Linked DNA regions of Rattus norvegicus: regions 1 and 2 are each linked to region 3. A link is a contact called in public HiChIP or PLAC-seq data. All regions are on one chromosome and are shown on one strand. Each heading gives the region's core, a stretch centred on a gene start, on an enhancer-like site or on the middle of the called end of the contact. The rest is flanking DNA. Distances are from core to core; before and after follow the strand shown. Region 1 holds the start of Tmem181 (transmembrane protein 181). Region 2 holds the start of Dynlt1 (dynein light chain Tctex-type 1). Region 3 holds the start of Tulp4 (TUB like protein 4).

The links. HiChIP or PLAC-seq counts read pairs in DNA pulled down with a chosen protein or histone mark.
Region 1: a contact with region 3 is called in an H3K27ac HiChIP or PLAC-seq map of oligodendrocytes, with 5 times the contacts expected there. The contact joins the promoter of Tmem181 here to the promoter of Tulp4 in region 3. A contact is called at or near these places in 1 of 12 Hi-C or Micro-C datasets (hepatocytes) and 1 of 1 datasets of contacts at active chromatin or transcription factors (oligodendrocytes).
Region 2: a contact with region 3 is called in an H3K27ac HiChIP or PLAC-seq map of oligodendrocytes, with 6 times the contacts expected there. The contact joins the promoter of Dynlt1 here to the promoter of Tulp4 in region 3. A contact is called at or near these places in 4 of 12 Hi-C or Micro-C datasets (the A7r5 cell line, Schwann cells, hepatocytes and 1 more) and 1 of 1 datasets of contacts at active chromatin or transcription factors (oligodendrocytes).

What each region holds. Positions count from the first base shown.
Region 1 is chr1:49,244,984-49,249,162 of GRCr8, forward strand. It overlaps Tmem181 (transmembrane protein 181), which reads left to right and starts at 2,621. Exons shown (of 17, transcript NM_001130939.1): 1 at 2,621-2,726. The coding sequence starts at 2,719. LOC134482652 (a long non-coding RNA gene) reads right to left here and starts at 2,560. Exons shown (of 3, transcript XR_010059021.1): 1 at 2,393-2,560; 2 at 1-2,270.
Region 2 is chr1:49,296,225-49,300,599 of GRCr8, forward strand. It overlaps Dynlt1 (dynein light chain Tctex-type 1), which reads right to left and starts at 2,693. Exons shown (of 5, transcript NM_031318.1): 1 at 2,653-2,693; 2 at 437-478. The coding sequence starts at 2,679.
Region 3 is chr1:49,085,567-49,089,786 of GRCr8, forward strand. Tulp4 (TUB like protein 4) reads left to right here and starts at 2,320. Exons shown (of 15, transcript NM_001109137.2): 1 at 2,320-2,448. LOC102551377 (a long non-coding RNA gene) reads right to left here and starts at 2,051. Exons shown (of 4, transcript XR_010059016.1): 1 at 1,912-2,051; 2 at 1-312.

The DNA of each region.
Region 1 (4,179 bases), core at 1,371-3,870, 160 kb after region 3:
AGTTCATAGGACATTTTGATCTAACTGAGCAGCCTTTCGTTTGTTCCTGAGCTGAGGACGGACCGACTGCCTGCCAGAGGCACAGGCATGTGTGCCTGCCTGCTCCCGATCCCTCTCCCTGTGTCTTCCCACCACAGACCAGTTTGTGGGTGCTGCTGTGGTTGCTGCCTCTATGATGGAGGGAGCCAGTGGGCACTCCTGCCTTGCTCTGCTCCCTGTGGAATGGAGGAGTCAAACAGCACTTGGGAAGGATGGGGAAGCAGTGATGTTCTGTCTCTATTGTCTTCATGCACCCACGTGGACAGCAAATTGCCCCTTAGCCTCTGTCTCCCAGTTTGCACATCAAACAATGCTCCACTGTGCTTCCCCACCAAACCTCAGCAGGATTCCAGGGTAGGGTTTTAACCTTTAGGTGAAGCTAACTCTGCGGTCCCCAGTTTGTCACGCATGGTTATTCTAGGGTGAAGCTCCATGTTTGGGGGGAGGGGATTTTCTGAGGTTCTGGAAAGGGCAGGTCGGGTTAGGGTCAGGGTCAGGGACAGGGTTAGGTCTCATGGCCACTGCAGGGACTGGAAGCTTCTGTGGGAAGTCAGCTTCTGCTTCCTCCCGCAGGGAACTGCAGAGCAGAACACTGTCCCTTCCCACTCCAGTGAGTTGTTAGCTTTGCCAGGGTCCCCAGCATGAAGTGTCACTCACCGCCACTCTCCGCAGAGACCGCAGCACCTAAGATTGTCCTGTAGAGTATTAACTTTAGCCCAAAAGAGGATTTCTTGGCAGGATACAGAGAATACTCACAGAACCGGAGCTCGGTGATGCAGCCGGTCCTAACTGGTCCTAGGAATAGCTGCAGTGGATCATGCATCCTAGCCCTGGAGGGAGGCTTACAAATCACCCATCCCTAAACTGCCCCTGAACTCTGCTCTTTACTGGGTTGAGGGTCCTTAAAGCTCCCCAGGCGCTGGCACTGAAGCACACTGTGTGACCCACTGTCCTGCACTAATTTGCTCTGCGGGCCCCTGTGTTTCACCACCCCCAATCTTGTCCCTTCACTGCTCAGATTGCCTGCTCGGCAGGAGGAACTCCACCTCAGGTAGATACTCACTGAGGTTACCATGGAGACAAGGTCACCACCTTCTGCTGGAGTCTAAAGAAAGCCCCAAAGGACTACGGGTCATTCCCAGATGCCTCATTTAGCATTTTCACAACAACCTCGGATTCCCATCTGACCCTGTCCAGACTCATGTGGTCCCTGTTTTGACTTTCCACCTTGGTCTTTATCTCACTCAGCCTCCCTTGTCCTGGTGAAAACTCACAGGGTTCCAGCCTCTGTCACCACATACTCTGGCCCTTGTACTGACTGACTGGGAAGCTCATTTGTCACTCATGGGCTGCCCAGTACCTGCAGGCACTGGCCCCAGGTTGTTTTCCTTGAGTACTCATCGGGTGTGTAGGCTAGACTTTAACCCTCGGGCAACAGGTGATAGGACGGAGCCAAGAGACTGCTTCTGGACTCTGTTTCTGACAGTTTCTCTGGCACTAGCCTGTACCCACACAATCAGCTATGTGAGGTGAAGCTTCCAGCCACCTCAGAACCTCCCAGTGTACTCCTCCATTTCTCTGCCTTTGTCCTCTCTCTAGCTTCCCTAGTCTTAATGAAATTGACATGAAGACTGCCATCCCTTGTTCTGTCCTTGAGGGAACCAAGATAAATGTTAAGACAGGTTCGCCTGGTTAACCAACAACAGTAAAAATCGGGGTCAGAATTGATCTGATGCCCTGCTTTGCCTGGCTCTGGGGGCAGGGTGGGGGTTGAGGGGGCGTCTCCAGGATGTGGGACTTTCAATATTTGTACTATGAAAGTCTTAGGCCATGCTCACCCTGGTCAGAAGATGCAAGTTCTCACTGGTCCGTGCCTTCTTGTCTCTGATCCCATATGAAAGCCTCAATTCTCTCAAGCGTTAGGAAGCGTGCAGGCCGCTGCCTCCCACCCCCGAACCATTTGGTTAATGCTCATGTACAATGCTAGCTGTCAAATCTTGGAAAGAGGAACAATGGCAACATAGGGAAGGTGATGGAATATTGGGGATAACGTCCGTTTCACTGTGGTAGATTGGGATTGATGCGTACAATTCCTGCACCACGGAAGGCCGCAAAGGTGAAGGGCATTCTCTTATTCAGGAGACAGGAGTCAGCCAGAGTCCTGTAGGCCGGAGCGTGAGAAGCTGCACTGGGCATGCTCCCTCTGCTTCTGGGTTGCTTGTATCAGAAACCTGCGGGCATTAGTTTTAACGGTTGCCAGAGACATGTGTCAACCGCATGGCACATGTTAACGGCCTTAACGCAGTAGTAAAGTTTCAAGAGATGCTAATCGTGCCTTGCCTACTTCCCTCACCTTCGGAGGGGAATAGGAAGCAGCCATGATGAGTGTCTGGGGACTTGGACACAAGGCCTCTGGGGTCCGTGCCCTTCGGTGATCCGTGGCCTCGCATGTGGGTTACCCCCGGACGCCTGCCCACGTGACAGGTGTCCGGCGCGAGCGCTGCGGGAGGCTGCCCCGCCCCGCTGGTCCGCGGCTTCCGCGCACGTGACCGCGCAGTCGCGCTCTGATGCGTTTTCCGCGGCCGGCTGCTCGGCCTCACGGGTGGCTCTGGCGGCGGCTGCGGGACGCCGGGCGAGCTCGGGACGCACCGGCGGGGGCCGGGGACCCGGGTCTCCGAGATGGAACCGTAAGTGGCGGGGCGTAGCTTGGGCATAGCGTCCCGGGGCCCCCTGGCTCATGCGCGCCGCGAAGCTCCGGGCGCGCGAGGGTTTCAGAGGGGAACTGCGGAGATGGCTGGTCCGAGATTGCTTCAAGTCCGGAGTCAGTAGGGACGCCTGGCCTCTCGTACCCGCTGGAGCTGGACCACCCCTCACCAGACGCGATCGGAGTCCCCAGCTGCCCCCCCGACGCGCTTCTTAGTGGCGTTTGGTGACGTGGGCACGCCGGAGCTGGCACAGCCTCGTTAGATCTCTCGGGTGCTGAGTTTTATACGAGTTTTACAATGTGCTGACTTGGGACACGAATGGTTTCTGTAAAGTGCCGAGGTTTTAACGAGGCAAACTCACACCCGAGGGACGCCATCCCTAAAGCTGCTGTTGACGCAGCTGTCGCCCGGGTGTGCACTGAGATAGCGGTGAGGGAGTCCCCGGAGTTGGGGCGGCCGGCTTAGAGGTTGGTAGGTGGCCTCAGGCGACGGGATGCAATTCCAAAGCTCATTCGGAGGGTTCTGGAGGCAGCAGGGTAACTTGGGAAGCGTTTCCTCAATGCAAGAGTCCACGGCGGAAAATCGTCTTTCCTCATACTTGCCTAGAAGTTTGACTGTGCTCACTTCAGCCGGTGATGGACCCGACTCAGGTGGATTAGAAGCCAGCTGGAGGTGAGGTAGCCTTAGGCCTCTGTGCACAACTACAGGGACTGGCACTTACAGTTGGTCCTCACCTCTTGGGAAAGGACTTAGGGCTCTGAGGCAAAATAGCAGCTGCATGCTTCAGGGTGTACTCATAGGCCTGGATCTCCTTGCCAGTCCAAAGTCTCCGTCCTTAGAGAGGATGTGAGAGAGTTGGGCTCTGACCAGATCTGCAACCCAGGAGTCTGGGTTACAAGATTATGAACTAAACCTGGGAAAGCCATTACTAGGGAAAGGTTACTGGGAGAGATTGCAGACTGCAGCTTTGTAAGGATTTGTCACCTACAGTGTGGCAGTCCTGGGTGATTGCTGTCTGGGAGGCAGGCCTTGGGCTCTGTTAGACAAGAGTTAGGTAAGTGTAGTAGTGTGTATCTCTTAGGATAATTTTCTTCTGAATCAAAATGATGTCTAAAAATGAAAGAAAACTTCCTAAATGTTAGCTGGGTTGGTAGAGATTGTTGTATCTCCTTTTTATTTTTATGTGTGAGAATATGCCATGTGTGTGCTGGTGCCGGAAAAGGCCAGAAGAGGGTGTGGGCTCACCAGAGCTGGAGTTACAGGTTATGAGCTTCGTGAGCAGGTGCTGGGAACCAAACTGGGGTCCTCTGGAAGAGTCATGAGCTCACTTAACAACTGAGCTGTCCCTATGGTCCCTAGCCATGTTCCTTTACACCTATAGTCTTCTGGGCTTCTCACTGATAACCTCCTATAAAGGGGTTTCTCTCCTCCTCCA
Region 2 (4,375 bases), core at 1,443-3,942, 210 kb after region 3:
CCACCATGTGGTTGCTGGGAATTGAACTCAGGACCTCTGGAAGAGTAGTCGGTGCTCTTAACTGCTGAGCCATCTCTCCAGCCCAAGACATTTTCTTAATTATTAATTATTAACTGACTAGGAAGGGCCTGGCTTGTTGTGGGTGGTGCCATCCCTAGGCTTGTTGTTCTGGGTTCTGTAAGAAAGCAGGCCGAGCAAGCCAGTAAGCAGGCCCCTCCACGGTTTCTGCATCAGCTCCTGTCTCCAGGTTCCTGCCCTGCTTGAGTTCCTGTCCTAACTTCCTTTGATGATGAGCTGTGATGTGGAAGTGTAAGCAGAATAAACCCTTCTTCCTCAAATTGCTGTGGTCATGGTGTTAAATCACAGAAATAGTAACCCTAACTCAGACACATAGTTATCAGTCGAACACTTGGAAAACAAGCATGTGTCCTCTTACCTCCTTTACAATGTTGCTCACTTCATCCACAACAAATGCAGTCTGTTAAGGAAGAAAATGTAGGTAAGTTTGGTTTAAAAGAGCTTTCTGCACAGCATCAATAAGCACACAGTGAGACGGTGACTTATGACATAGACCTTAGGCTGTCGACTGTGCAGACGAACCTCAGAGCCCAGCTGTCTCAGTGTCAACACTGCAAGCCGAGCCTCAAAACTAGAATCCTCTCTCCTTCCCCTGCTGCTGGCGGTCAGCACCATTAGCCAGTACAGGGGCCATATTATGCCCACACTGCTTCCGTGCAAAGCGGCTGAAGAAATGTAAATTATCCATCACGAAGATGGGACATTCTCTTCCATGAGGTAAACCGATTTAGGATGTTTAACACGTAAAAGGCTGGTGTGTGCCCCTCCTTCTCTTAACCCCGATGAACTACTTCAGGATCAGCTGACTGGCGGGCTGCCTGAAGTAGTTTTAAGTCTCCTTTTAACATAACACTGGATCTGAATAGGTGTAAGGGTTTCCTGAAAACATTAGCCAGGCACGAGCCTGCCAGTGTGCTTCTTACATGAGTACAAATGAACTATTCCAAGTTCTGGGATATCCTTAGCACTGGGCATGCCCTGGATAGCACAGCTCACCTTAACCATGTGTTACAGACTTCCCTGACTGCTGACCACAGTGGTCCCTGCCCTGTTCTAGTATCGAGTAACACCCCTTTCTCTTCAGAAGTGACCACCCAAAGCCTTCTCCCTTTCTAGACGCCCCCCCCCCCCCAAGAAGTTGGTTGGAAACAGAGCTGAAATCACTGAAATACTGAAAATGTCATCTTCCAAGGTAAGTCAACTGAACGGCTCTTCCTAAGTGAATATGGTGAGCTTCCCATAACTTCCCATACCGCTAAAGTAAGAAAATAACAAAAGATAAATTGTATTGAAGCAAGTGGGCACTGCCAACTGCTACAAGAAAGGGAAAGGAGCTGAGGAGAACCTGGGGAGTTAGGGGCAGGTAGAAAAGGCTCAGCTGAGAGGGCTGCTGGGTAAACAATGGAGATTATCCGTCCTCCTGCAGCTGACACTCTTGTGTAAAACACAGATCACTGTCTGGACACTTCACAGATGCCAGGGTCAGCCGGTTCACAGGTACAAGCTGGAATTAGAATGCAGTTTTCGGGGCTTCCTCTTCACATGGCCATTTCCTTCCTATAACTGGCTGTGACTACCATAAAAGCCAGTTTTCAGCCATACATGAGATCACTGCCTGGCCAAACATCCCCTTTGCTAGCTGCTTCTGAATCACGGCTTGAGAGTCTTTACTTGCTTTCCACCAATGTTCAAACACAGAATGATCCTGACTTCCATAAAATGTGTTAGGGAAATAGACCAAAACTGAAAGTTTCTGATAAATGCAACGTCTTACTCTTCCCTCAGAAATATCCCTAGTTGACACTTTAGATATGTCAAAAGAGGAAGTGTTAGGGTTCTCTTATTATTATTATGATTGACAAATTGTGTGGGATTATATTGAGTTTCAACAAAGATTATTCAGAAAGAAAATGAGCAACTATTCTAAAACAGGCGTCCTTTCAGCTGTTTCTCAAATACTTGTCAGCACAAAGGAAAAGACATTTTGACAACACATCACCAAGGCGAGTGGCTGGCTAGGGCACTAAGAGGCCTTGCAGTCTTCCCCGACAAGAATGAGCGATCCGTTACTATCTCAAACTGAAATGAAATGTACCCAGTGGCTGTGGCCTGGGTGGGAGGGAGCGCCACACTGAAGGACAAGGTGCGGCACCCAGACAAAGGCAGGTTCTGTTCGCACGTCGGTACTTGGCAGACGGACAGTCTGGACAGCAGACCCCCACTGCGGTCACCCGGAGCTAGCCCTGCGTGCCCGTGTCATCCTACATGCCACAACAAGATGCCTCATTTCCCAACCACGGCCCAAGGCTGAGGTCTGCAGCAGTGCGGAAGGGGTGGAATGATGTCATTCTCCCGGCGTGAACCCCACCGAGACCACGAGCCCCGCGCCGTCTCTGTGGACCGCGGGCACCGCCCACGCGGGAAAGAAGCGGAGTGGCCGCTGGGAACCGCCACCCAGGCTCATCAGCCTCGGGCCAGGTGGCGATGAGCAGAAGCTGCGTCTTCCCAGGCGGGGCCGCGCCACATCCGGATCTCGGCCGCCACCCTCCCTCCCACGGCCCATCTGGAGGTTACCTCCTCGGAGGCCTGGAAGTCTTCCATCTTCCCTCTAGCGCGTCTCCTTCGCCCGCCGAGTAGAGTGGACTGCGCAGGCGCGCTCAGGCCACGCCCACTCCGCCCCCGCGCCAGGGACCCTGACCACTACCAATAACCACCCACGCGCCAAGCCCCGCCCCTCCACCAAAGGCTCCTCCTACCGTCTTCCACTCCTACTGGTGGCCCCGCCCACCCCTCTGCCCAGCCTTCTGCTCTTCTTTGGTCTCCAAGTAACAGGGCGTGACTCTGAGCCCTCTGGGATGTGGTTTTCAAAGCAAACTGTCAGAGCCGCCTAACCTCTCTCTAAACTGTAGCAACCCAAACCAAACAAAGGAACAAAAGCTGGTCTCGGAGGGGAAGAAGATCCTGGCCCTCCCTCCAGCTCAAACTGTAGAAATTGAAACTTTCAAACAAGTCCTGACTAGAAACAAATTGTAAAATGACTTCCTACAGTATGGCGCATTGGGTGCTTCTCCTTGGAGATAAAGATCAGGATAGTCCAGCTATCTGAACGAAAGCTTGCAGTTCTCATGTAAGAAGTACACTGGCAAGCTAGTGCCTGGAAAATGTTGTTTTCAGCAATCCACCCGATCCCATGGCCAAGCCGATATCACCACTCTTTTGGATTTGATCACTTTGAAGTCTGCTCTATTTATACCCGATCAGTTTCTACACCCAGTCACATCTGTCTCTGCCAACACTGACCAGCTGCTCATTGTCTCGGGAAGCCTCAGATGAGAGTCTCCAAGCTCCCTTAATCGTGCCCCTATTGCAGGAAGTTTCCTCCTTAGCTCAAAGATAAATGTTTACATGATATACTTGGACATATAGTCTTTTGTTGAATAGCAATGAAGTTTTAGCTTTTTAAAAATGAAGAGAGGGCCTAAAGAGATGAATCAGCAGCAGTTAAGAGCACACCCGCTCTTCCAGAGGAGCTTGGCTCGCAGCACACACATGAGCCCGCTCTCATCCTGTAATCCTCTCTCCAAGGGAGCTGACATCATCTTCTGGCCTCAGCAGACAGCGTACATTCACGCAGACACAAAAATAAAAATAAGATCTTTAAAAATAAACAATAAACCCAGCCTTCCCTTCGCTGTTTTACAAATAAATGAAATTCTTAAATGAATATAGATAACTCAGGTGTGGGTAACACACTTGTGTAATCCCAGCACTTAGTGGGGTAAGACAGGAGGATTAACAAGAGCTCAAGGCCAGCCTGGGCTATGAAGCAAGGAGAATGTAAAAACAAACAAACAAAAAGCAAAATTCTGGGGCTGGGGATTTAGCTCAGTGGTAGAGCGCTTACCTAGGAAGCGCAAGGCCCTGGGTTCGGTCCCCAGCTCCGAAAAAAAGAACCAAAAAAAAAAAAAAAAGCAAAATTCTGTATTCTCTTAATGTGTCCTGCTGTTTTGATCCAAATCATGTCACCTATCCCAAAATCCATTCACACTCCAGAATGTGACTTAATTTGGAGATGGGACATTTAACGAGGTTTCATTAAGGTGAAGTCCTGTGTGTAGGTCCTCAGCAGACATAATGTGTCCTTATTATAAAGAGTTTAGGACACAAACAGGTACCCATAGACTACCATGTAAAGACACCGGGAGGTGGCCCTCAGTAAGTCAGCGGTGTAGGCCTCCAGAAAAGAATGGGCCCCACTCAAACTGGGCTCCCAAGCTGTGAGAAAAGAAATTGCTAT
Region 3 (4,220 bases), core at 1,070-3,569:
TTGTATGGATGTGGCTTGGCTCAGGGCAGTCCAGGGGAAGTGGGCATTTTATTCTTTGTGTGGCATGCTGTGTTTCCAGTAATGAAGTCTAAGTTGGCACAAACATTTTTGGCTCTCAGAACACATCGAGAGACCAAAGGCTTGTCTCTTGTTCTCCAAAAGCTCTGGCTCTTTTGCCATCTCCCGATGTCTAGGATCCGGGTTCCATGTGCCTGTGCTGAATACCTTGGTGCCTGAAGGGTTGAATCAGCCAATTCTTTGGGCTTTAAATTTGGCTACAGCCAGGAGGGAGGGGAGATACCTACAAGCATACTGGGGAGAAAGGAAAGACTCAGTGGCAGGATCTCTGGGGTTCCAGGATCTGGGTAATCTCAGTGATGTGATCGGGTGTCAAGAGATGGATGGAGAGGTAAAGGGATCAACCAGTTACTGGTGATAACTGCAGAGCCCTGCACCTGCTGGACCAGTTTTAGGATAGGGCAGTGCAGTGGTGTTCACCATCCTGCTGTTCCCATCCTGGGTCAGAGGCTCAGTCACACACCGGAGAGTACACAATACTTACGTTACACTGTGTCATGATACTATTAACCAGAGAATGTAATGTTCAAAGAAATGTCACACATTCCTCACAGCTTAATAGGGGGATTGGTCAAACTTGAACTTAGACCCAAGGGAAAGCCAGTTAATACTGAACAAAGAGTGTTCATTGGGGCTGGAGAGGTGGCTCAGCGGTTAAGAGCACTGACTGCTGTTCCAGAGGTCCTGAGTTCAATTCCCAGCAACCACATGGTGGCTCACGACCATTTATAATGGGATCCAATGCCCTCTTCAGGTATGTCTGAAGACAGCTATGGTGGACTGGTATACATAAAATAAATAAATCTTTAAATAAATGTTTGTTTCTCCCACTAATATTAAAAAAGCATTTTAAACATAAGAAAATGAAAAATACTGGGCCAGTGGGATTTCAGCAGCCAGAAGAAGGGTCCTGTTGCCAAATCTTCCTTTTAAGGGCTCCCAGTTGCCCCAGATTTCTAAATAGGAGGCAACTCTCTTCATTCCATAATTAGAAAGGTTTCTAAAATACAAAATGCAGATTCACAGCTGACCTAACAGATTGAGTGAGACCCACCTTCTGAAAGTGTCACGAAAGAGAATAGATCTTTAAGGGATAAGGAGTCGGGTGAGGCATAGAAGGCAAAAGATAGTAAAATTAAAAATACAGTGTTGGTAGAAGAGTGATTACAATTGAAAGAACACCATGCTATTCAGGCAGGTGGCTCTCGGTGAGTTCCAGGCCAACCTGGTCTACACGGAGTTCCAAGCTACATAGTGAGACCTAGGCTCAAAACCAGAAACCAAAACATTTGTTAGCACTCGTAAAATCTCAAGCACAGAGTTGTAGAACCCGATGGACTCTTACTCAGACTTCTGATAGAATTAGCGGTGGGATAATTTTAAAACAGGAACTGGCTAGGCATGGTTTGAAATCCCAGCATTCATGAGGCAGGAGAATTGAGTTTGAGACCAGCCTACACTACATAGAGAAGACCCTGTCTGTAACAAATGAACACACACAAAACCGTAAAATGGTTTTAACGTTTGCCGATGCTCAGAAATAGGAAACAGTGCCTAACAGTTGGGAAGAGTGTCTACTGTTCTTAGCCTTGCCTCAAGGAAAGATGCGATCTTGTCTATTTTTAAATTTCAACCACGCATTCTCTACACCCAGCAACGCCTTCTTTGTAACAGTGGAAAACCGAGGGATGGCTGAAGTTTCCGTTCTTAGCACATCAATTTAACCGTGTGTGTTGGGGGGGGGGGGCGCTAAAGGCTGAGACTGTGCCTGTGTGACTTAAAATGACGCTATGGATTCGTTTCTCCCTGAAAGCAACTGGAGGGGGTACTGACGTGACAGCAGCAGCACCGCCGAAGACACTTGAATGACTGTTTCCAGGGGAGCCACGTTGCTCATAGTACGAGTCGCTGTGTGCTCTGCAGCGGCTCTGTCTGGGTAGGAGAAGGCGTGATGTCCACTTCCGGCCCCCGCTGACAAGATCGGGCGTGAGGACTCTGGAGGAGGTGAGTGGTCCAGGCTGGGCGCCCAGGCGGAGGCGGGCGACGCGGGAGGTGCTAGAGTCTGGGGAGTCGAGCGGCGCGTGGGAGGCTCGAGACCGCACCCCGCTCCCGGGCCCGCGCGCGCGCGCGCACCGGGCAGCGCCACCCGCCGCGGGTCCGACCGGGGAGGCGCCGGGTCACGTGGCGCGGTCACGTGCTCCCCTAGCCCGACTGGCGGTCGCGGCGGCGGCCGAGAGAGGCGGAGTCTCGGCCGAGACGCGGGGGGTGGGGGGGAGGTGGCGGCGGCGGCGGCGGCGGCGGCGGCGGCGCCGAGGGCTGCCGGAGGCGGAGGCGGAGAGGCACCGGGCCGCCGCCACGGCCGCTAAGGAGGTGAGGCTGGGATGGGCGGCCGCGAGGGCCCGGGCGGCGGGGGCCGGGCAGTGGGCACGGCAGGGGCGGCGGGCGCGGGGCTCCTCAGCGGACCCTTAGCTCGGGCGGCCGGCGCCTAGCTAGCTCGTTCGCCTTTTGTTCCGGCGTGCGAGGAACTGGGCCGACCGAGGAGCTCGGGCGTGCGTGTGTAAATCAGAAGGCGTTTGGCTCGGAGCCATGTTTTTTTTCCCCCCTTCTCCTTAATTGTGCAGACAGAAAAATCCCTTCCACCGGTTTTCCCGGGGAGACGGGCTGCGCCGGCCCGGCCTCCCCACAGTCCCTCGTTTGCTCTGTCGGCCTCCGGGTCCCGGGGCGGCTCTCTTTCCTTTTTCTCTTTCCTGCTCTTCCCACCTTCAGCCAAGCGGGGCCAGCCAGCGGGTGAGCGGGGTGTCTGCAAAGCAGCCCGGTCACCTGTCGTAGCAGCTGCATGGAAATCCCGGCGCTTTTGCTGTCTGGAGCCTGTGCGGTTTCCTCTGGCAAATCACGGAGATTCCGCTCCCAGAACCAACCCTTCCTCTTTTGCTCTGCACTCTCTTAACCCAGCTCCTGATGCTGATGTGAAGTTTCACCGTTTGGGGACAATTAGCAAGGAGGTGTCCACTTCTTTCTTTCAGAGGCACCGCTTGCTTGGGAAGGTGAGAGCCATCTAGCTTTGTGGCTTGAATTGGATGTGGAGGGGTTGACAGTCGTCAGTAAGATTCATGTCACTTAGGGACCTGTTCCTTCTACCTGCCAACCTTCCCATGTCACTCTACTCCCTCTGGGGATAATCGTTTTCCCTTGGGGAGGGAACTGTTTTCAGGGTTTCTTTACTTGGGGACTCTGTTTTTTTTAAAAAAAATTCTTTTATTTAGATGGGGTCTTTTAGTCCTGGCTGGCCTGGGACTCACTGTGTAGACTGGGCTGGCCTAGTACAGAGAAAGCCAGGCCCACCTCTTTATTTTACACTGGTAGAGCATCTTAAGGGTATTTCCTTACGTTTTTTGTAGCAGGTTTTAGGAGGGGCAGTTGTTCCTAAGGTTTAGAGGAATGTAAAAACCATCCTGAGATTCTCTTATTTTTAGCCTGTGGGTTCTTTTGTTTGTTTTGTTTTTGTTTTGTTTTAATATCTGGAGTCACCACTCCTTGGTGGGAGTTTAGTTCTTGCAGGAAACCCAGAGGGATTGTGCCATATTCCTGGAGAGTTCCAATTTGGGATTGATGTGAAATGCCTGGGCCCATGCACATAGCCGTGGCAAAAGACCCACAGGGAGACTCCTAGCCTTCAGGTGGGCAGCTGGGAGCTGTATAGTGACAGCCACGTTACAAAAGGGAGAGTCACATGTGTCCTTTCTTGTGATCTGCTGGAGAAATGATTGTATGAGCACATTACGAATAGCCAAGTCTCGTCTTTACTTTCTTAATCAAATAGCCATTTGTGTGATGACAGACTCACTAGACAATGAACATTTCTTGAAAACATCGAAGAGCTCTGTGGAAGCAACAGTGTTTTCAGCGATGGGGGAGGTGTTGCTTTCCTGACTTGGATATATGCTGTGCTGAGTTACAGGAAGTCACTTAAGGGAAAATATTTTTAATGCTTGTGGAGGGTTCAGGCATAGAGGGTGAGTGGAAAGCCAGCCTTACCACTTGTTCTGAGGACTAGCGGTCTATTTACTGCATGTATCCTAAGTAACTTAGAAACGATGAATGTGGATCATACTGGACTTTATGGTTTTCACAGGGAGACGTAA